Regions from separate parts of the Mus musculus genome. Here regions 1, 3, 4, 5, 6 and 7 are each linked to region 2. A link is a contact called in public HiChIP or PLAC-seq and promoter capture Hi-C data. All regions are on one chromosome and are shown on one strand. Each heading gives the region's core, a stretch centred on a gene start, on an enhancer-like site or on the middle of the called end of the contact. The rest is flanking DNA. Distances are from core to core; before and after follow the strand shown.

Region 1 (2,926 bases), core at 276-2,775, 770 kb before region 2:
TATCAGAAAGCAAAAACTATAGCTGTGTCTACTTTTGAGAGGTCTCCCCTGCCTCCGTGTTTGAATTCAGAGGCCCAGCTCAGCTTATTTCATAGGCATGCTTCACAGGTTCCAGACAAACACACTGTTGACTTGTCCAGTTTCCTTAGTGTTTCATGATTTTGCTTTATGAAGAGAAGTTGATTATGTGGTCAACTCTGTAATAAAAATGAGGTTTTGAACTTTGTGGAAGCATCATAAAACTATTTTAAACAATCTTAATGAATTTAACCACAAACCTTAAATTCCTGAAGCCAGTAGGCCTTCTCACAGTTAATGTTGCTCCTGCATGTTAGTGGCATTTGCTCAGAGACTACCTTCTCACTTCCCATTTTCACTTTCCTTACACTCCCCTTCCTAGACTTGGCATTTAGGAATTCTTATGTGGTCCATTAGAACTGAAAGTTCTCTTCCTCTCTAGATTTAACTTGTTTCATTCACCTCCAAGCCTAGCTCTCAGTGTTCTCAATAGCCAGCCTCCTCACAGCTACAGATCCTGTCTGGCTTGGAGGTACTACAGCCTCATCCAGGTGTGAGCTTGCCACCAATTTCCTCCTGAACTCTACAGGAGGGCTCATGATCTCTGGGCTGAATGTAGCCTTAAAGATTCTTAATAGCAAAGAGTATACATGGAAGGATCCAAGGTTCCAGATACATATGTAAAAGAGATTGGCCTTACCTGACATCAATGGGAGGGGACGGAGGCTTGATAGCCAATCATAGGGGGACGATAGTGGGGTTAGATGGGAGTGGGTGAATGGGTGGAGGAACACCCTCACAGAGGCAAAGGGGAGGGAGGAGAGAGATGGGATGGGGAAGTTTGTGGAGAGGTAACTGGGAAGGGGAATTTCATTTGAAATGTAAATGAAGAAAATGATTAATAAAAATAAATAAAAAACAAAAATAAAAAAGAGCAGACTTGATCCCCCAATATTAGTTATTAATTATATTTTTAGCTGAAGTTAAATCTGAAATTCTGAAATTTTGCTATGGGCTCAGAACAGCCATGGCTCTCAGGCTTGCTTCAGGAAGTGGGACCATGGGTGGTAATATTTACCACTGAGGTAGTGGGTAGCCTGGAGACAGAGATGGAAAACATGACTACAAATCAGTGTAAATGTAAAAATGACATAGGCAGGACTTTCAGCCACACCAGGGCAGTAAGACACAGCAGTAGTTGAGTACAGAAATACTATCTCAAAGGCGCTCTGAGCTGGCTTGGAAACAACAACAATGGCTAACAGATCTTTCTGGAGAGCAGGAGCAACCTGACCAAGGCAACTGACAAAAGCCAGCTCTTCTTGGCCACCTTTTCTCAGTTGTTCCCTCTTTTCCTGTCTCCTCACTTTGTGTCTTCCAAACTTTGCAACCCCTTGGCTGGCCTTCACCTCCGTGCATGGACTGGCTTTTACTTACCATGCCCTTCAGAGTCAGATCTGCTAAGGGAGACCGGTTGCCATGGAAATCTGGCCAAACATGTAAATCAACAGTGAGGAAACCCACAGGCTGAGCCTTCTTAATCAGATCCAGGTGACTATTCAAATATGCATATATACTCTGGCATCTGGAAAAGAAGTGGATTTTGATTTTAAAAGGGGATAGGGTTGAAAAGCAAATTATTCTGCAGAAAGAAACCATTTGCACTTCGATATCAGACCCAGGAAAGCAAAGAGGGCTCTCAAAAGCTTGAGCAAAGCAGCTGCTCTTATATGAAACTAGCCCCTGAACTCTCACAACACACTGTCATGCCAGGGCAGCACTTCCCATGGAAAGGCTTGGAGTCAGGAGACCTGGTCAGACAATGGCTTCACTCCTGGTAGGTGTGTACACATGAGCCAGTTATTCCAAGCTCTCGAACTGTCCTCTTCTCATCTGTAGAAACATCCTACAATCTCTGTCCAACTTACCTCATATGGTTATTATGAAGATCAAAGACCATGTATGCAAACATACAGCATTCTGTAAACTGCAGTACAATATGGTGCATATGCAAAGGATTTATTTAAATCTGTCTTCCTAATTGTAAAAATGATGAAATGACAAATAGAGATAAATATACGCTCCTGGATCCAATGAGTGAGCGTCATACACACAGTAAGGATCAAGAATTAGACATGGGATTCAGAACCATGACTTTGAAAGGCTATCGTGTAGGTTTTCCCATTTTAAGTTTTAGTTGATTGAGGTGTAAAATGGTGGAATTGGAATGACCCCCTTAATCAATGACATTTCTCAGGTCAAAAGATGACAAACTTGGGAGTGAAAACAGTGCAAGTTTCAGATACTGTTTTCTATCCTGGCTACAGTTAGCCTCTCTGAATGTCTATTTCCTGTTCATTATGTAGTATAATAATACTTACTTCATAATGTAGTATCATAATACTTCACTGGGTTAAGTTTTACTGTGGGACACAGTTCACTAGCTAGGGAATCTGGGGAAAATGAACCTTCCAAAGCTCTGAACCAAAGATCCCAAAGATGGACCAGAAAACCTCAGAGAGACAAAGCATGGGCAATGCCCACAGGAGGTTAGCAGCTAGAATACTTCTGCCAATATTTGTGATTTGCATTCTTAAAATGCTTTAGAAGAAGTGACTTCAAGTTCATATTTTGCAATGCCAGGAGTGTCCCCATGGATACCATGATGTTTCTGTAGGTTTCTGAAAAAAAAAATCATAAAAATAGTTTCAAACTCTCTTTTCCTCTCTATCAGTGAAAACTGTGTGTGTGTGTGTGTGTGTGTGTGTGTGTGTGTGTGTGTGTGTGTGTGTGTGTGTGTTTCTGTTCTGGAAATGAAACTTAGAGTTTTGAGAATGCCATCCAAATGCTTAACCACTGAACTATAAACACAGGTCCAGTGAAATTTCTTTTAGTAAGTAAAAAATGT
Region 2 (3,071 bases), core at 368-2,867:
TCTGCAGCCGGCAGTGAAAAAGAGCTGGCGGGTTTCCCACCGATACCAGCTGCTATTGGGTTCTGAATACTCAAAAGGCAAAATATCTTAAGGCTTCAGGGTACAAACCCTGAGCTGAGTTCTGAGGCAGCAAAGTCCAAATTAGAACCTTTCTAGGTCCAACTTCAAACTTCAAGTCCTAGGCTGAAGGGAGGCTTAAGGGAAGAGTTGGCTCCCGGTCCTTTTTCTATCTTGCTTACGGGCTCCTGCCAAATCTCAACCCAGGATCCTCCAAATCACCCCACCCCCACCCCACCGACGGCCCAGGGTAACTCCGAAGCTGGTAGGGAAGGGGGCTATTCTCAGAGTCAAAACTAATGCCTGGCAGCCCGGTGTAGTGGACCTCATTCGCTCTACTTCTAGATGAGACCAATAAAGCTCAGAGAAGTTCTGAGATTTGCCCTTATGCCCTGGGAGAACCAAGCTTGCCACCTCTTTAGTCCTGAGGGGTGGAGGGTGGAGGGCTGATAGCAGAACCTTAGAAAAGAAATAACTTACATGTGTCTAGCGCTTCCTAGAGGCCGCACAGGATATGACTCCACCAGTGAGCGGGGAGGGGAGTTTTCAGCCTGTTTCTACCAGGGACTCCTGCTTAAGCACCGTGACTTGGGGCGAGTCCGCAGCTCTCAAGGCTTGTTTTCCCAGAAGCAAATCAGGGAGGGAGGAAGGGCGGGCGCAGACTGAGTGTGCGCGGGACCGTGTGTATGTGCTAGCGCAGGCGATCGCCGAGGTTTCCTGAGTTTCGAACCTTTATATGTTGCTTTCGACACCCCATGGGCGCTGGGCTAGCATCTTTCACACCTAGAGGAGGGGTCCCTCGGAGGCAAAGCGAACACCCCTCCCCCGGCACGTCCAGAGAATAAAGTGTTGTGCCGGGGACCCTGATGAGTCGGTTCCGAACACCGCAAATCTCTGGTTTCCAGGTACAGCACACTGCGGCGCAGATCCTTCTCCGAAACTAAACTTCCAAGCATACTCATCTTGGAGGGCTACTCTCAAACCCGCTCAACTTCAACGCACTTACGTGCTCCCACACCCAGGGCGCACACAACCCTTTTAACCCGCATCGCTCTGTCCCCCGGAAGTGCGGGGGTGCGGAGCCAGCTTCAGTCACTCAGATCATTCAGCCCTTTCTCGGGCGTGCGTGCGTGTGTGTGTGTGTGTGTGTGCCCGCGCGCGGGCGCGCGCCTGTGTGCAACCTTCACTCCCACCCAAGCTCTCCGCCCCCGGCCACTAGCGCGCCTCCCCTGCTTTCTGGATCCCCGCGTCTCGGTCCCAGTCCCCAGCCCTGAACTTGAGCCCGCCTCCGACAGACTCCGCAAGGGTCCTGCCGACCGGCAGCCTCCGTCACTAGACAGCCAAACCAAGACGTCAGCCCACAATGCACCGGGCGGGCCGGGAAAGACGCGCCGGGGAGGGAACCCGGGAACACAAGCCGAAGCTGAGCGCGGGAGGGGGGGGGGGGAGGAGGAGAAAGAAGGGCCCAACTGTAGGAGCGCAGCGGAGCATTACCTCATCCCGTGAGCCTTCGCGGGCCCAGAGAAGAATCTTCTAGGGTGAGGTCTCCATGGCGACGGGTGGGCCCGCCCCCCTGAGAACGACGCAAGCCAATGGGAAAGCCTCGGGGTGACATCATGGGCTATTTTTAGGGATTGACTGGTAGCAGATAAGTGTTGAGCTCAGGCTGGATAAGGACTCAGAGTTGCACTGAGTGTGGCAGAGACAGCCTGGCAGGAGAGCGCTCAGGCAGACAGACAGACAGACGGACGGACTTGGCCAACCCGGTCGGCCGCGGACTCCGGACTGTTCATCCGTTTGTCTTCATTTTCTCACCAACTGCTTGGATCCAGCGCCCGCGGCTCCTGCACCGGTATTTTGGGGAGCATTTGGAGAGTCCCTTCTCCCGCCTTCCACGGAGAAGAAGCTCACAAGTCCGGGCGCTGCTGACAGCATCGAGAGCGGCTCCCGACCGCGCGAGGAAATAGGCGAGCGGCTACCGGCCAGCAACTTTCCTGACCCAGAGGACCGGTAACAAGTGGCCGGGAGCGAACTTTTGCAAATCTCTTCTGCGCCTTAAGGCTGCCACCGAGACTGTAAAGAAAAGGGAGAAGAGGAACCTATACTCATACCAGTTCGCACAGGCGGCTGAAGTTGGGCGAGCGCTAGCCGCGGCTGCCTAGCGTCCCCCTCCCCCTCACAGCGGAGGAGGGGACAGTTGTCGGAGGCCGGGCGGCAGAGCCCGATCGCGGGCTTCCACCGAGAATTCCGTGACGACTGGTCAGCACCGCCGGAGAGCCGCTGTTGCTGGGACTGGTCTGCGGGCTCCAAGGAACCGCTGCTCCCCGAGAGCGCTCCGTGAGTGACCGCGACTTTTCAAAGCTCGGCATCGCGCGGGAGCCTACCAACGTGAGTGCTAGCGGAGTCTTAACCCTGCGCTCCCTGGAGCGAACTGGGGAGGAGGGCTCAGGGGGAAGCACTGCCGTCTGGAGCGCACGCTCCTAAACAAACTTTGTTACAGAAGCGGGGACGCGCGGGTATCCCCCCGCTTCCCGGCGCGCTGTTGCGGCCCCGAAACTTCTGCGCACAGCCCAGGCTAACCCCGCGTGAAGTGACGGACCGTTCTATGACTGCAAAGATGGAAACGACCTTCTACGACGATGCCCTCAACGCCTCGTTCCTCCAGTCCGAGAGCGGTGCCTACGGCTACAGTAACCCTAAGATCCTAAAACAGAGCATGACCTTGAACCTGGCCGACCCGGTGGGCAGTCTGAAGCCGCACCTCCGCGCCAAGAACTCGGACCTTCTCACGTCGCCCGACGTCGGGCTGCTCAAGCTGGCGTCGCCGGAGCTGGAGCGCCTGATCATCCAGTCCAGCAATGGGCACATCACCACTACACCGACCCCCACCCAGTTCTTGTGCCCCAAGAACGTGACCGACGAGCAGGAGGGCTTCGCCGAGGGCTTCGTGCGCGCCCTGGCTGAACTGCATAGCCAGAACACGCTTCCCAGTGTCACCTCCGCGGCACAGCCGG
Region 3 (2,959 bases), core at 264-2,763, 790 kb before region 2:
ATAGACCCACAACTTCACAATTTCTGAGTAGGAAGGAATGAGTCCTAGGCTGCTCCCTTAGACAGTAGAGGCCAGGGGAACCCCCTAGTAGCTCCTCATTAGCTCTCACTCTTGAATTGGCTTGCCAGAGTTTGAATTCTGGCTTCCTTGCTGACACAGCTGTGCAATATTAGACAGGTTGTTTAACCATTTCTTACCTCTGTTTTCTCATTTGCAAAGTGCCCTCTGGTTAAAACTGAACTAAGCTCCTATCTTGGGCTGGGTCCCTCCAGTTCCTCATCCCTAAGCCTAGGGAATAGAAATAGGTTAGCAGCTATGGGGGTCTTCCTGGCTGCCTAGGTTTTCCTTACCTCTGTAAATAAACCCTTTATTCAAGTTGGCCAAGTTTAAGTAAGCTTACCTTTCCTGCCTGGCCTGTCACCTCTGATCTCCGGGTCTCTATTATATTCTTCTGCACACTGGTCAGAAGACAATGGAAACTTTGCTGTTTGGTAATGGACTTCTTGGAGACATCTTGTTCTTTGTATCCTCAAGCCAAGTACTTGACAGCCTGTGTACCCAGGGGGTGCTTGTGAGTGTTGGCGGGAGGAGGGGTGTTGGGGGGTAAAGAACTAAAAGTCAGAATAGTGAGACAGGAAGAAGGAAACCCTAGAGAAACTGCCAGCCCTAAAAAAGCACAATTTACAAGACTGAACATTTAGTCCCAAGTCTGCAGGACGGTTACAGTTACTTGGTACACGCATGCAGACTGTTTTTGGAAATCACAGTTAAGTCCATGGCCAGGGTACAGGAAGTGCCTCTGGTGCCCAAGTCATTTCCCAAGGTGGTACAGCCCATATTTCCTGCCTTAATAAAGCCTGCTTTTCCTAACCTGGCCAAAATTGCTTATAAAATCTTAAACTCTTTTTCTCCACCATGCCTTCTCCTTTTGGGGCATAGGGCTGCCTGGAGGGAGGAAGTGAAGCAACAGGCTAGGATCACTCCCTATGAGCTCCAAGAACCTAGAACTCAATTCCCCAGAGTGGTCTACATGAGGTAGACAACAACGTTGTGGTTTTTTTCAGAAGAGGGACCCCAGGCTCTCACAAGTAAAGTGACTTCCTCTACGTCAGACAGCTGGCCTGCTGATCTTTCCACTACTCGGCTCTGCAATTTTTCATGCGGATGTCTGAGGATTTCATACTATGCTGTGTTTTGCTCTACATTGTTCTGGACAGGGAAAGCAGCGCAATTGTAGTGCTTAAAGGTACCAGGGCCTCACCTTTCCCCAGGCTTCTTTACAGAACAGACTCAAGTGCATTCCTTTCTCTGAGCCCTGGGTAAAGGCAGGAAGAGGGAGGCTTTGCCTGGAATGTCAGCTATTTTATCGGATGCATTAATGAGTTTAGCAGAAGCCAAAGCATTTGAAGGCAGATGCACTGTGCCATCCTTTGTCAGTCATGAGTAGAGGAATTTCAGGCCAAGAAAAGGTCTCTTTGTCCACAACTGTAACTAGCCAGTAGTTAGAGACAAAGGGTCCAATTTCTGCCTGAACCCAAACAGCCACTAACAGCCTTCCATTCAGCAGCCCAGAGAACAACAGTTCCCAATGCAGAGCTTGCAGCAAAGTGGCATTCCCTGGCTTTTTTGACGCTCAGGGACACATGACTAGAGGATGGCCCATTTTCACAAAACCCTGAGCTGTCGTGCCTGCCCAGGCTGTTCCCAGGTCACCTCTGGCTACCCTGCTCAAGGGTCCTCTTTTCCCCATTCCCTGTACTGAAGCTGGCTTTTAACCTGCTTCCATCCAGGTGGGATGTGGCTTTGGGTAACTAAAAGCTAAGAAGTGGGGAATCACAGAGCAGACTTCAGGCCTGTGTCTTAGCTGAGCCATCCAGCTGATCTTACTTTCATTTCTGTCTACTCCACTCTTTGTGGTCCACTTCTGCAGGTTTACAAACCTTGGAACAGGGCTGGCATCATCGGAGAGCAATAAAGGAAAGGTCCAGAAACCTGGCTCAATGGCCCAATCCCAATCCCAATATTATGTGGCTGCCTGATTTAGGGAAGCCAATTGAATGTACCTCTCCTGTCCTTCTTCCTTCTTTGTTTGACTACAATGCAGTCTACTTTCTAATTTCAGCAGTTAGGGAGAATTAATGATTGCAGTATGATTCCTACCAACAGACTAGGCACTTGGCTGAGGGGGGCAAAGTCCATGCTTCCCCACATCCTAATCGATCTTTAACACAACATGCTTTTCTAGGTGAGCCCCCAAATTGTGCCTTGGTCTACTTCTCTGTAAGATATGAATAGGTATTCTAGTTAGTTCCTTATTTAGTACCTTATATGCAGGGAATGAGCCTATCACTTGGATAAAGGCCCCGTATCTGCATGGCCTGGAGCAGGAATGATCTCATGAGTCAGTCTGAGCTCAGACACCAACCTACTCGCTATGGAAGAAACACAATGGGTGGGTTCATACGGAATGGAGCCCAGGGTAAGGTGGGCTCATGACAGACATCTATGCCCCCCGCCAACTACCACCACAAGGGGAGCCTTATCCTGTGCTTATACCTGGTGTCTGGGTACCGAGCAATGGGTACAGGAGGGCGCAACAGTCTCCAGGAGACACTTGGGGAGAAGATACTAGAATGTTGAAGGTACTAGCACAGGGAGACTTGAAGCTAGGTCAGGGTTTATTTATACCCCTGCAAGGTGTCCTCCCAGAGAGCTTTTCCTGGAGCTCTGGACTCTTCCCAGATGCCAGTTTGCCACTGTCCCCTACTCCCTATGCCCATCACAAAGATGCTAAACGCATGACTTTACGACCAGAACCCCTTGGGCACTGAGATGGAATCTCAGCATTTGGGTGCCCTTGGAATTACAGGCCCATGCTAGATCTTGTCCACAGCATTTTGGACCTAGGTTCCTTCTTCAGATAGCCTGATCACTTACCCTGTGCTACAAGATCCAAAAC
Region 4 (2,700 bases), core at 20-2,519, 980 kb before region 2:
GTGATCGTTCACTTTCTGAAAGTAAAACTACAGATAAATTTTTAAGTGGAAAATAGTCTCGTTTCATTCTGCTTAGGTGGCAGAATCCTAGAATAGAGCCATTCCAAGTACATTTTCTTTCTTTTTTTTTATTAATATTTTTTATTACATATTTTCCTCAATTACATTTCCAATGCTATCCCAAAAGTCCCCCATACCCTCCCCCCCCCCCACTTCCCTAAATTGGAAAAGAGGAAGTCAAAATATCACTTTTTGCAGATGATATATAAGTGACTCCAAGTGCATTTTCTTATTTGGTAAAACTGCTTTACTCTTTTTCTTCTACGTGGTAAAAGTGGATGGAGCTGTACCTTAAAAGCAGCCTCAAATTAAGAGTATTTTCAACCCAGTTCAACAAATACTTACTGGCTGTAGATTATAAGGGAGATACTGTGAACAAGGAGAGGTAGAAGGGCACTAAGACCTCAGGGCCCTCAGTCTAGTGAGACAAATATGCAAATAAATTGTCATCCAAAGAAAAATTCACCACATGCATAAATATACATGTGTGTATATGAACTCATAACTACAGCAGCTCATTATTTCTTCACTACTAGCAATCTTTGGGGAGGGGGTACTTGGGCAAAGTCCCCAGAATGATCTATGTCTTACTTTAAAGAGTAGCATTGCAAATGGTGCCCTGGTTTCTCCGTTTCCTTTCGCTCGTCCCTCTTCTGTGGCATGACGTGAATTGTTTAAAAAAAAGACCAGGTGTAATTTTATATTGATAGCTTCCCATCTTGGCTCTCTGGAGACATTTGTTCCTTAAGGCTTGTTTCTGGTGTTCACTGTAGTTTTTACAGGGGTGCCCTGGCTCTTCTTGGCACAATCCCCTCTATTTTCACTCTAAGGAGTATATCACCTGTCCTGTTAAGAGTTTGATATTTTGCTGATTAACTTAAATCCTCCTGCCTGTAAGCTTAGTTTTAAGAAAATCTGCATACACGTGGGACATTATTTCTTCACGTTCCCGCATGAACGTACCCTCAGCTGTCATCTTTCTTTGATTGCAGTCAGAAATTAGAACCACAGATGCTGACTGTTGGCTGCATTTTCTTCTTCGGACGTATTTTTTTCCTTCTGCTAATTTCATTACCATCTTTCAGAAACAGCGGAGCAACATAGCTCTGTGAGAATCTCTGTTTCTGCCCTAGTTCCCAGCTGGCTTCCCTGGGTCTACCCTCCACACTCCCCTATATGTGTCTCATGAGCTGGCAGCTGCCTCTGTGGATACTGGTATTTTCTGGGTCACCCTGTGTTCTTGTGCACTCACCATGAGCTGTTTGTTCTGCTCTGGCACAGCAAGAACTTTTCTTCTGAAATGGTTGCATTAAACTGAGCAAGAAGAAAGGGGCCAGCTGCAAAGGGTGCCTTCAGGAGCTGGCACTGAGTCACCAGTGGTGCTGACTGTACCTACTAAGGTCAGAACAAAGGCTTCTCTTTGTCCAAATACATCAGGGACCAAAAACATCACAGCACTCTTATGCACATCCAACTACATTAAAAGACCCCAGGGAGTCTCCTGGTGACCAGATGAAGTAGGCCACGGCTCTGGCTAACTGTCCCACCCAAGGTTTGTCAGTTACCTTCTGCTCTTGATATAAACAGCTTACCGTACTTCCCCCTGCCTACCTGAAAGACAGAACAGCATCTGCTCTAAAGGCTTCCTGGTAAAGGGAATCATTATCCCCTTGCTGGGTTACTTTGTTAGTCCTTGTATTATTTTACATAATGGCCTAATAAAGCCAGGAAAGGCCACATGATTGGCTTGGTTAAGAAGATGAACAAACATTACAGGAGTAGCCCCTGAGTGCCTGAACTCAGTTCATGTTTTCTGCCACGTCTTAGGTAACAGCCATTCAGCCTGGTCTCTCCAGTGTGACAGAGACAGTATCTTCAAGATGGGCATACAATGCACAAATGTCTTGGTGTTTGGCACTGGGATTTTAGAACTGTTACTACTTTAACTTCCCACCTGCTTTGCCATTTGTAAGGACCAAGGGAAGATGTCAAAGAAACACAATACTTGGTCAAAATATAGTAATTATATCCCCATAACTTTTTTCTCCCAGGCAGTTTGATGTTTTCCTTACAAAGCTCATAGAACAGCATGTGCTTTCTACCAACTAGCAGGAGAGTGGCAAACTCTTTTGGTTGGCTAAACAAGACCTGAAGAAAAGGAAACGGACAAAAAGAACATGAAATGGAGAAATCTCACGGGGCCTCAACACTAGACAACTGGGGACTGTGGAGAGAGGGAAAAATGGTCTTCCTGAGGGTACAGTTCTCCCCAATTGCTTATCCAATATCTAGAGGTCAGTCTTGAGGTCATATACATATAGGGCACATCACCCAAAATGAACAGGTACTATTTATATATTTAGGAATATATGTATATATATTTTATACGTGTGTGTGTGTGTATATATATATAAAACAATGAAAGAAAAAGAGACCATAAATTCAGAGTGGAGGTGTGTATGGGAGGAAATGATGTAACTACAGTTGCAAAAAAAAAATCATTTAGAAAGAGAATCAATATCTTAGATATGTTTTATAAATCCATATATTTTAACATATTTTTTCTTTTTCTTTTTACATGTTTTAACAAATATTTCTCCCAGTCTAAGCCTCTTTTCAATGCTTTGTTCTCTTTGGAAA
Region 5 (2,745 bases), core at 53-2,552, 850 kb before region 2:
TGGTCCAGGGTTAAGAGTGATGGGGAAACAGATGACATTCAGAATGAATGCACACATGAAAGAGGACAGATGAGTGGGAAGAGATGAAACCAAAATGATTCTCAGGAAATCCTTCAGCCCTTTAGAGTCAAGCACGCCAAGACCCAAAGAATGCCATGGTTTTCTTGAGGCAGCAGGCTTAGTCATAACGTCAGGAAGCAGGCCTGACAAGCTTGACAGCACTTTCTACCTACTGCTCCACATACAGTGATTTAGTGGAATGGCAAGGGAAGGGTACCTTAATGCTCATTTAAGCATGTACCTGAAGGTGAAGCACTACCAGAACTTCCTTCGTTCAATGTGTAAACTCCTGAACACTGAGAAGCCAGGACTCAGCAGGCTGTGAAGAAGGTGAAAACAGAGTCATGTTCTACTCCGTACCTCACAGTATGTTTGCTTTAATCTCAAGGCAGTACCTGGGTAGCTAAAATTGTCCCCCTAGTTCTTCTGGTTTGGGCAGGAAGGGTAGAGAGGATATGGCAGACCCTAACCAGAGTCTTCAGGGACCTGTCTTCCTTGTCAAATTGTATTCATTCTAAGAACATGAACTACGAAGCTGAGAATGTGGGCAGAACCCAGGAAGTACTAGTGATAGCTAGGTGAGCATCCCCAGGTGCACTGAGATTCCAAGGACGCACAGGCACTAAGAGATGATGTTGCAGAGCATGTATCTATCCAAGGAGGAAACAGACTGAGGTTGAAGGACATGGGCTGAAGTAACACCGGAAGAGTGACAAAGGCACTGCTTAGGTAGGATCTAGGGACCTAACATCTCTTGATCCATTTAAAATGCCTTTACAGAATTTTCCCAATACCTGGTGCATAGGTAAGAGAATTAAAGGAGACCAAGCATCAAAGCTGCCGGCACATGTGAATGCCGAGCAAAGGCCAATGCTGCTGCTTTCCTGCCCCTCTAGTCCTGCTCCTCTGCTCTAAACATTGCTTTCATGTCCCAAATGTACAACCATTGCTTTCATGTCCCAAACGTACAACTTTTGACATCAGATTCTGGTCACGTAAGATGGTAGTGGCTTTTCTACAGCAAATCACAATTGTTATAAACTCTGTCAATGTTGTTTTGGTTGTACTGTGCCTTGGTTGGGTGTATGTGACCTGAGGTCACCCTTCTGAGAACACCACAGCATTCTGGATTATGACTTCCCCCATCTTTGAATAAACATGGAAAGCTTTCTTTACCTCTTGGTCCAGTGCTTGTTTGCCATCTGGTCCCTGGTTTGGCTACATCTGCATTTACTTAAGGACTTTACTTGAAGGCCAGGTTTACATATGGGAAGAATGGGAGGGCTTTCCTGATTTCTTCCATATGTTCATTTATTCATATATTATGATTTCTGTAATCTCACCAATGTCGAGTCCTTCAGACAATCCTTATACTGTTCCTTGGGGACCAGATTCTTTGTGTGTTCAGCTGGGAGTGTCTCTGGGAACATTTTTTTTTTACATGCCATTACCTCTAGTGTAGCTCAGCATGGCTTCTAGATGAGAACAAAATTAATGTTCTCAAAGAGGTAGGTTTTTTTCCTTACAGAGAGGGTTAATCTACTTTGAAAGATCTGTGGAAAGAAGCAGGAAACCCCAGAGCTGGCTCCCCTCCTCAGTTGTAAATGCTCAGAATTAGGTATGTGTTCGACCCTCCCCATGCCTGCTGTCCTGATCTCTTTGTTCTGGGACTCACAGATCAGTGTTTTAAGTCCTGGGATAGGCTTTCCCCACTTTCAGCTCCTGAACACAGGCTTGTGAAGGGGAGAGGTCCTAGGGGAATCTCATGCTGTGCATTTTGTGATACTGGAACAATACAGGCTGAGTTGTACTTCCTGTTTTTACAAAGCCATTTCAATTCCTTCCCTACAATACCTCCAGATCTGAGCTGAGTGTGGAGGCAAGAACTCTGGGAAGACCTGGTTTGAGACTTGCCTATTCTACTAGCCTAGGCAGGCTTTTTAATTTTTCTAAGCTTTGTCTTCTCTAAAGTAGGAGCAAGGTTTGCCTGGTAAGGATGGAGTGAATATTAATATTGCTGTGCATAAAGCAAGCATCCACAAATGCTCCCTAATGTGGAGTCACTGGGGAAAATGCCATAATGTGAAGGATCCCTTGCTGGAGAGAGCTGACATGCTCACAGATGGCCAGGAGATTGCCCGCTACAAAGGCTGGGACTTGAGTTTTGGCTGTAGATCCTTCTCAGCTGAGGAGAGCTGGGCAGCATCCAGTGGGGCCCAGATGTCAGCCAAAGGAGGAGAATGGCTTAACCCTTACCTCAGTGGTCTGATAAGCGGAAAAGAAACGCTCTGGGGTCCAGGACCTTTGTGCAGAAAGTAATATGTGTGTGTGTGTGTGTGTGTGTGTGTGTGTGTGTGTAAACATCACCCAATTACTTGAAAGGTTCTTTACACTGTCCTGCACATCAGATATTAAAACTCAAAACAACAATGGATTCTTTCAGCAATGAGTTGGGATTTGACTTGATAGACTGGTTAGGCTATTTGCAGCTTGGGAAGAAATATTCAACTTAGTTTATGTACAAAGAACATATTATTAGTCTGCTAAGTTACCAAGAACTCTGTCAGGTAAGTGACAGGGGCAAGATAAGAACTGTTCCTATAACCAGCCTTCTTGTCCACTCTGCTTATCAGTATGAGGAAGAATAGCACAGCAAAGGTGATCCCATAGCTGTCTCCTGAGACC
Region 6 (2,700 bases), core at 42-2,541, 720 kb before region 2:
ATGTCACGGGGACATTTTTATAAGTATCATTACTATTTTTGAGTGTCTGTGAAACTGCACATCACGGTCAGATAAAATGCATGTTACCCACAAACTCTCTGGTACAGGCAGTCTTGCCTCTTATATAATGGATGAAGAATCTGAGGCTTAGAGAGATTGAGGGGTTCACTCAGATCATGGGACTGAACCGATACTAGGAGATTTTACAACCTGCATCTGGAAATCAAAATGCCTACAATCTCTCTGTTCTGGGATGGGCATGGGATAAGAACACATGATATCGAGTAGCACTAAAAAGTTGGATCTCTGAAACCACAACCAAGAGAGTGTTTTTGGGTCTTTGTTCCAGAAAGTACCATTTTTGTGACCTTGAGGGAAGCACTTGAGCTTTCTGCCTCCTTTTTCTAATTTGTAAAACCAGGATACAGTAGACAAAGCTCTCGTGCCACCCGGTGAAGAGACAGTGGCACTGAGGGAAGCTATAAGGAGGCAACTCCCATCCGTGGGGGCGGCTTCTGTGTGCAAGTCTGAATTAGAGGGCAAAAGTGTCAAGACTCTGATTCGGGAAGCTAGATAAGATGTGTCCCACTGAAGATAGCAGAGATTTTAATAATTTCAGTGAGGACACACTGGCAGCTTAGACCCATGTCAAGAGAAAAGAGAACTGGCTACTGTTCCACACTTCTGGTTTAAGAAGGCCTAGCTTCTTTAGGTTTGTCCTTCTAGCACAGGGCTGTAGAAAGTGAGTGGGTGAGACTTCTAAAACCAGTTAAGGATACTAAAATATATAATATATAATATATATATCAATAATATAATATGGACATATAATACACACACAGACACATACAAAACATGCTCACATAAACACACGAACAAACATAAACACGTACTGTGGCTTCCAGTTTTATGGGTATTTTAATGGGATTCCTGTGTATGTGAACAAGTGTGTCTCTGTTTCTATATCTGTTTCTTGTGTCTTTTCTTAGGCTCTTTTCTTTCTGTCCGTTTGTAATATCCTATTCAGTGAGTTTGGTTTTAATCTTATTTTATCTCTATCACTTAGAAGCCGGTTTGTTTTCTAGTAAGAAACAGGAAGGGGTTGAATCCAGCTGGGAGGAGAGGTGAGGAACATCTAGGAGGAGGAGAGGGAGGGGAAGTGTATTTAGGATATATTATATAAGAAAAAAGTCTATTTCCAACAAAAAGGGAACAAAAAGATACGATAGTGCCTAGAGTTCAGAGAAGCTTGAAATAAAATGTAGTTCCTTAAAGTTCAGCCCAAGTGTCACATCGGGAAAGTTTCTGCCACCAAGAGTTCCCTTCTGAGTCAGCCACTCTTCCTTCTCTGCTCCATAAAAACAAGACTGGCAGTCACAGGCTGGCCTCGAACAGATGCTCTCTGAGAGAAGCACTCTCTCAGTGCTCACGCTAGGAGACAGCGGATAGAAAACTCTATATTCTGCAGAAAGCTGGGACCCTGTGTGGGACTGGGAACCATCTCTACACAGAGACTAAGGGTGAGACTAAGTGCCTAGCATAGATCAGATGTGTAGCACAGCGATCTCAAACTTAATCTGCTTTCAAGGACCCATAAGCCCATCTCAGCTATGGGGAAGTCTTTGCTATCCTTTTGTTCTGAGAATTTAATAGCCAGGACAAAAGAGAAAGTTTCAGAGAATATTATTGAATCAAAACAGCTGCCTGTGAAGAAAAGTGCAGTTATTTAAGAGCTGCGCTCCCTCACTGCTGAGATTCTGCCCTGTGTCCTGCATTCTCTGCTCATCTCCTCCTCCACTTTCTCCTTGGTTTTACTCATCTGGGAAAAATCCAAGGAGTCGTCCATCTCACTTTAACAGAGTAATGACTTTTAAATAAAAATATGGTAGAAATGGGTACTTATCGAAATGGAATGCTTTCAGACTCATGCATTTAAAAAAGATATAAATTTTAGGGCAGGCACTAAATTTTACTGCAATCTTGGAGAAAGCCTTTCCACTCATTCATGGAGAAAAATTAGCACAGTGAAAATTGCTTATCAGTGTTCTTTTGAAGTCATGATATGCAGCCCGATTCTATAGATCATCAGGACACTCCCAGGGAGATGGATTTATATGGATGGAGAGAGAGAGCTCAGTGGCCAATGAAAATAGACACCTGTGCGCAGGGAGACCTAGCCACCCTTTGAGGAGAGATGTCTGGAGGGCTTTGTCAGCTCTGCAGCCCAGGTGAACTCACTGAGCACCCTTCCATTTTCTTCAACAAGTTGGCCACTGGAAAGAGGCTTGGCAAGATCGGTCAGGCCGGTGCTAGGGAAGGGGGAGACAGAAAGAATGGAGAGGCGAAGGAGCCAGTAGTTTCCAGGATTGGGCTCTGGGCTGCCTCCACTGTTTGTGGTGGCCTTGCCTTTCAACGTGGTGCACTTACCCCCATGTGACAAGATGATGTTCCACAGATGACAGCCAGCCTTGACGTCACTGGCTGTCCCTCACAGGTAAGCCCGTGACCTCTCACATCTGCCCCAATCACTCCTGTGGGAAAGTAAAACCAAACAGAATGTTCTTAAGAAAAGAGATTTTGTGTGTGTGTGTAAGAAAGCTAAAAGCAAGCCAAAAATAAAAAAAAAATACTTTTTATTAAAGAAAGGGGAACATACATAAGTGTGTAAGAATCCCATATTTGGTCTCAAGTTAAAAAATA
Region 7 (2,786 bases), core at 280-2,779, 920 kb before region 2:
AGCCATTCAATTTTCTCCAGTGTACAACAGCCTGGGAGATCACTGCAGGAGCCAATTAGCAAGAGCTAACCAACCACCCTCTCACCCTCTATTGTCTATGAATCCTTATCTGGTTCATTCTCTCTCTCTCTGTGTGTCTCTCCCTCTCTCTCTCTGTTTCTCTCTCTCTCTTTCTCTCTCTCTCTCTAGATCTTGGGGAACTTTGCCTTTCATTGTAATGATACACAACTCTGCTAGTTAAACTAATTCCTGTGAGGCCAGCACAAAGTAGGAAGTCAAAATACTGCTTTAAGAAAGGATATGGTCATAGCACTTGGAAATATTGCAGTATAGTTTAAGAAACTCTTGAACTCCATGTGACCTCATAGGGAAGTCAGTGACATCATAAAGAACCCAGTTTACCATCTCAGTCAGATGATCAGAGCACAAAATTGCAGACCTGAATACACCCTATGATTAGACATTTGTTTTTAAACAAATGGGATCATTAAAGTAATACTGCCTTCTTTCCTAACAATCTTAAATACAATATCTAAACCTAAATAGTAATTTAAATAAACATGCAGGTCTACAGTGAGCTAAACGCTTTAACCCTGAGATCCTAACTACATTCTACTTAAAACATGTTATCAAAGTCTAAAGTGCAAAAGTGACTACAAATTTCAAACACTCATAGAGATCTTCCCTATTTGTCCTTTGGATTTGCTAGTATTAGAAGATGGCCAGTCAATCTCTTGGAGGATGTAATCCTCCTGATCCAGTCTACTTACATTCCAATCAGACTCTCTTCACAATTATACAACTGAGTTGAGCCATCAGCGCTATCAACACCCAACTGTAGGGCATCAAACACTATCCTAGCACAATAAAGGCCTAGAAATCACACCTGGACGGCAGTTCTGTCATATCTAGGAAATTCCAACAGGTTAGAAACCATTTGGCTCACCGGAATACTGGGAAAAAATGAGGACTGAGGCAATCTGCGCTAAAAAAATCCTGCACATGGATCAAGCGTAAACAAAAAAAGCCAATTCTTTTTTACTTTAAAAAAAGAAAGGTATTAAGATGGGAAGGGGAGGAAGAGGGGGAAAAAATGAAAAAGAGCTCCCACATCAAAGGTAATTTGGCCATCTCTCTCAGCTGTGTCTACACCGCCATGGGTGCTGTGTGGGCCCAAAAGGACAGCAATCTGGGAACCGAGGCTGCCAGCGCCTCCTGGTCACCTGTGCGAGGCGGAGCTCTCAGAGGCTGGGACGGAAGGGTTGCGGAGGAGGTGTACGTGGCAGCCGGAGGCTCCGTGCTCCGCTCGCCCCGCAGGTGGCCTCGCTGGCAAGCGTGGAACTACACTCACCCAGATGATGAGGCTGTCACACAGCGGCAGCTCGGACTGTGGCAGCGGCTGCGGGTCCTCCATGGTCCGAGAACCTCGACGCCGCGCTCACAGCGACGGACGCGCCTCCGACCGGGCCCGCGTCAACGACCTCCGCGCCCGCCACTGGAGCTCGGCGGCCAGGCCTGGCGCCCGCGCCACTCACGCGCGAAGCCTCACGGCGCAGACGTCGCGGCGCGACCGCCCCCTCGCCCACCGCGTCTGTCCCGCGTCCCGGCACCTGAGCCGGCCCCGCCCGCCGATCGCACACCGCACGCTGAGTGACCTCTGCGAGCACCAGTCACAAAGAAGCTGGGCACCAGCGAGGCCGGCAGGGCGGGAGGAGCGGGAATAGGTCGCACAGGAGGGCTGCTGATTGGACGCGCTCCAGAGACTCTTGGCCAATCAAGGAGGGGTAAGCCCGGACCGCCAGGCGAAGCGGGTGTGGGTGGGCGGAGGTTTATGACCTGGCAGGTGCAATGAGGGCGGGGCTGGGGGTAGGAAGGAGAGCGCGCCTGCGCGAGCTAGAGTGGCCAAAGGTAGTGGAGGGCTCAGAGGCCAACCTTCCATTTCTCCTGGTTAGCACTAGTACAGACCCACTCTCAGCCTCCAGCCTCTTCTCATTCCCCACCACAGTGCTCAGGAATTGAAACCCCCAAAGCAAGAGGAACCACGTGACCAAGAAACGTGTTTCCTAAGGAAAAAACAGACCTCCATGCTGCCTAAGTCAAAGAAGCCCTCACAGAATCACAGGTTGTGGCTGATTTCATTTTAAATGGGGCAAAGGGGAAGGCCGTTTTTAGATAGCAAAATTAAATAGTGTTCAAAAAGCATAGGCTGTATCTGTGTACCCTACCTGCTCGTTTCTATGTTAAAAAATAATAATAATGATGTGTCCACTGAGGATGTTGGTGGCATGGTCCATAAAATCTGGAAAGTGGCAATCCAACATGATAAATTGTGTCATTATTGGAAGGGGCTACAATATTATTCTAACTCTTGGTTCTCACCACTTCACTCATTCATTAATCCATCAATTCATACTCTGTATTAAGAGGCAGCTGGTTCGCTTAACTCTCTGTGATTTTTATATTTAAACGTTGAGCAAAACTGTTGGACAATAAATTATAAACCCCCTGTTATAAATCAGTTTCATTTTAAAAATACAGTGAGGGCATTTTCGACGCAACCTCACAATTTTGCTAAAGTGTATTCTAGACACAATAAATACTAATGAAACTTCATGAAAACTATAGGCCTAAAGAATTGAAGAGTCGGTATTGTGACTCTCTCCCAACCCCCGCCCTCCCCCCCCCCCACCACCACCCGCGTTGCTCTCAATGTTACGGGTAGAGACCACAGCCTCTACATTTCTAAAGATATCTCTGGCTAAAATATAAGCACATATTATGAAAAT

Evidence for each region. Promoter capture Hi-C pulls out the DNA fragments that hold promoters and counts their contacts. HiChIP or PLAC-seq counts read pairs in DNA pulled down with a chosen protein or histone mark. Capture Hi-C pulls out chosen DNA fragments and counts their contacts.
Region 1: a contact with region 2 is called in an H3K27ac HiChIP or PLAC-seq map of epiblast stem cells, with 10 times the contacts expected there. The contact joins the enhancer-like site here to the promoter of Junos in region 2. A contact is called at or near these places in 13 of 39 promoter capture datasets (the 3T3-L1 cell line, the C10 cell line, the HPC-7 cell line and 9 more), 2 of 15 datasets of contacts at CTCF or cohesin (the NIH/3T3 cell line and large pre-B cells), 2 of 484 Hi-C or Micro-C datasets (bone marrow-derived macrophages and uterus), 26 of 115 datasets of contacts at active chromatin or transcription factors (the 230-238 cell line, SST interneurons, T-cell acute lymphoblastic leukemia and 18 more) and 3 of 9 other capture datasets (embryonic stem cells, liver and pancreatic islet).
Region 3: a contact with region 2 is called in an H3K4me3 HiChIP or PLAC-seq map of bone marrow-derived macrophages, with 21 times the contacts expected there. The contact joins the enhancer-like site here to the promoter of Junos in region 2. A contact is called at or near these places in 13 of 39 promoter capture datasets (the C10 cell line, the HPC-7 cell line, the SN4741 cell line and 9 more), 1 of 15 datasets of contacts at CTCF or cohesin (large pre-B cells), 14 of 484 Hi-C or Micro-C datasets (B cells, LSK cells, bone marrow and 10 more), 32 of 115 datasets of contacts at active chromatin or transcription factors (the 230-238 cell line, bone marrow-derived macrophages, craniofacial prominence and 22 more) and 4 of 9 other capture datasets (adipose tissue, liver, macrophages and 1 more).
Region 4: an H3K27ac HiChIP or PLAC-seq map of stem cell-derived neural progenitor cells shows a contact between it and region 2, with 5 times the contacts expected there. The contact joins the enhancer-like site here to the promoter of Junos in region 2. A contact is called at or near these places in 4 of 39 promoter capture datasets (embryonic stem cells, hippocampal neurons, liver and 1 more), 1 of 484 Hi-C or Micro-C datasets (cerebral cortex) and 15 of 115 datasets of contacts at active chromatin or transcription factors (the NIH/3T3 cell line, astrocytes, bone marrow-derived macrophages and 9 more).
Region 5: a contact with region 2 is called in a promoter capture Hi-C map of second pharyngeal arch cranial neural crest. The contact joins the enhancer-like site here to the promoter of Junos in region 2. A contact is called at or near these places in 13 of 39 promoter capture datasets (the C10 cell line, the HPC-7 cell line, cranial neural crest and 7 more), 2 of 15 datasets of contacts at CTCF or cohesin (both in the NIH/3T3 cell line), 7 of 484 Hi-C or Micro-C datasets (Th1 cells, bone marrow-derived macrophages, cerebral cortex and 2 more), 37 of 115 datasets of contacts at active chromatin or transcription factors (SST interneurons, T-cell acute lymphoblastic leukemia, Th2 cells and 27 more) and 4 of 9 other capture datasets (adipose tissue, embryonic stem cells, macrophages and 1 more).
Region 6: a contact with region 2 is called in an H3K4me3 HiChIP or PLAC-seq map of bone marrow-derived macrophages, with 15 times the contacts expected there. The contact joins the enhancer-like site here to the promoter of Junos in region 2. A contact is called at or near these places in 14 of 39 promoter capture datasets (the 3T3-L1 cell line, 3T3-L1-derived adipocytes, the C10 cell line and 9 more), 3 of 15 datasets of contacts at CTCF or cohesin (the NIH/3T3 cell line, large pre-B cells and pro-B cells), 2 of 484 Hi-C or Micro-C datasets (the AML12 cell line and bone marrow-derived macrophages), 34 of 115 datasets of contacts at active chromatin or transcription factors (CD4 single positive thymocytes, DN3 thymocytes, acute myeloid leukemia and 26 more) and 5 of 9 other capture datasets (adipose tissue, embryonic stem cells, liver and 2 more).
Region 7: a contact with region 2 is called in a promoter capture Hi-C map of liver. The contact joins the promoter of Hook1 here to the promoter of Junos in region 2. A contact is called at or near these places in 3 of 39 promoter capture datasets (cranial neural crest, embryonic stem cells and neural stem cells), 3 of 15 datasets of contacts at CTCF or cohesin (embryonic stem cells, pro-B cells and stem cell-derived epiblast-like cells), 22 of 484 Hi-C or Micro-C datasets (B cells, CD4 T cells, CD8 T cells and 14 more), 38 of 115 datasets of contacts at active chromatin or transcription factors (the 230-238 cell line, CD4 single positive thymocytes, CD8 T cells and 25 more) and 2 of 9 other capture datasets (embryonic stem cells and liver).

The regions. Positions count from the first base shown.
Region 1 is chr4:95,820,655-95,823,580 of GRCm38.p6, reverse strand. It overlaps Fggy (FGGY carbohydrate kinase domain containing), which reads right to left. Exons shown (of 16, transcript NM_001113412.1): 11 at 1,456-1,603. Among named protein-coding and RNA genes, the nearest start is that of Hook1, 150 kb to the left of the region's middle. Within about 2 kb of position 1,525, at least 43 of the 459 cell types and tissues checked have an H3K27ac peak or open chromatin away from gene starts, as enhancers often do. A contact at or near this core is called in craniofacial prominence, embryonic limb bud, epiblast stem cells and 3 more, where this site is marked.
Region 2 is chr4:95,050,863-95,053,933 of GRCm38.p6, reverse strand. Junos (a long non-coding RNA gene) reads right to left here and starts at 1,617. Exons shown (of 5, transcript XR_867920.3): 1 at 1,552-1,617. It overlaps Jun (jun proto-oncogene), which reads left to right and starts at 1,712. Exons shown (of 1, transcript NM_010591.2): 1 at 1,712-3,071. The coding sequence starts at 2,663.
Region 3 is chr4:95,844,600-95,847,558 of GRCm38.p6, reverse strand. The region is part of intron 13 of Fggy (FGGY carbohydrate kinase domain containing); the gene reads right to left. Among named protein-coding and RNA genes, the nearest start is that of Hook1, 120 kb to the left of the region's middle. Within about 2 kb of position 1,513, at least 111 of the 459 cell types and tissues checked have an H3K27ac peak or open chromatin away from gene starts, as enhancers often do. A contact at or near this core is called in the 230-238 cell line, B cells, adipose tissue and 14 more, where this site is marked.
Region 4 is chr4:96,027,255-96,029,954 of GRCm38.p6, reverse strand. No RefSeq gene overlaps it. Among named protein-coding and RNA genes, the nearest start is that of Cyp2j13, 49 kb to the left of the region's middle. Within about 2 kb of position 1,269, at least 55 of the 459 cell types and tissues checked have an H3K27ac peak or open chromatin away from gene starts, as enhancers often do. A contact at or near this core is called in cerebral cortex, forebrain and stem cell-derived neural progenitor cells, where this site is marked.
Region 5 is chr4:95,899,613-95,902,357 of GRCm38.p6, reverse strand. All of the region lies in intron 14 of Fggy (FGGY carbohydrate kinase domain containing), which reads right to left. Among named protein-coding and RNA genes, the nearest start is that of Hook1, 66 kb to the left of the region's middle. Within about 2 kb of position 1,302, at least 24 of the 459 cell types and tissues checked have an H3K27ac peak or open chromatin away from gene starts, as enhancers often do. A contact at or near this core is called in craniofacial prominence, embryonic limb bud and second pharyngeal arch cranial neural crest, where this site is marked.
Region 6 is chr4:95,769,257-95,771,956 of GRCm38.p6, reverse strand. Fggy (FGGY carbohydrate kinase domain containing) reads right to left here. Exons shown (of 16, transcript NM_001113412.1): 8 at 2,428-2,531. Among named protein-coding and RNA genes, the nearest start is that of Hook1, 200 kb to the left of the region's middle. Within about 2 kb of position 1,291, at least 13 of the 459 cell types and tissues checked have an H3K27ac peak or open chromatin away from gene starts, as enhancers often do. A contact at or near this core is called in adipose tissue and bone marrow-derived macrophages, where this site is marked.
Region 7 is chr4:95,966,122-95,968,907 of GRCm38.p6, reverse strand. Hook1 (hook microtubule tethering protein 1) reads right to left here and starts at 1,529. Exons shown (of 22, transcript NM_030014.2): 1 at 1,352-1,529. The coding sequence starts at 1,414. It overlaps 9530080O11Rik (RIKEN cDNA 9530080O11 gene), which reads left to right and starts at 1,253. Exons shown (of 2, transcript NR_045776.1): 1 at 1,253-1,784.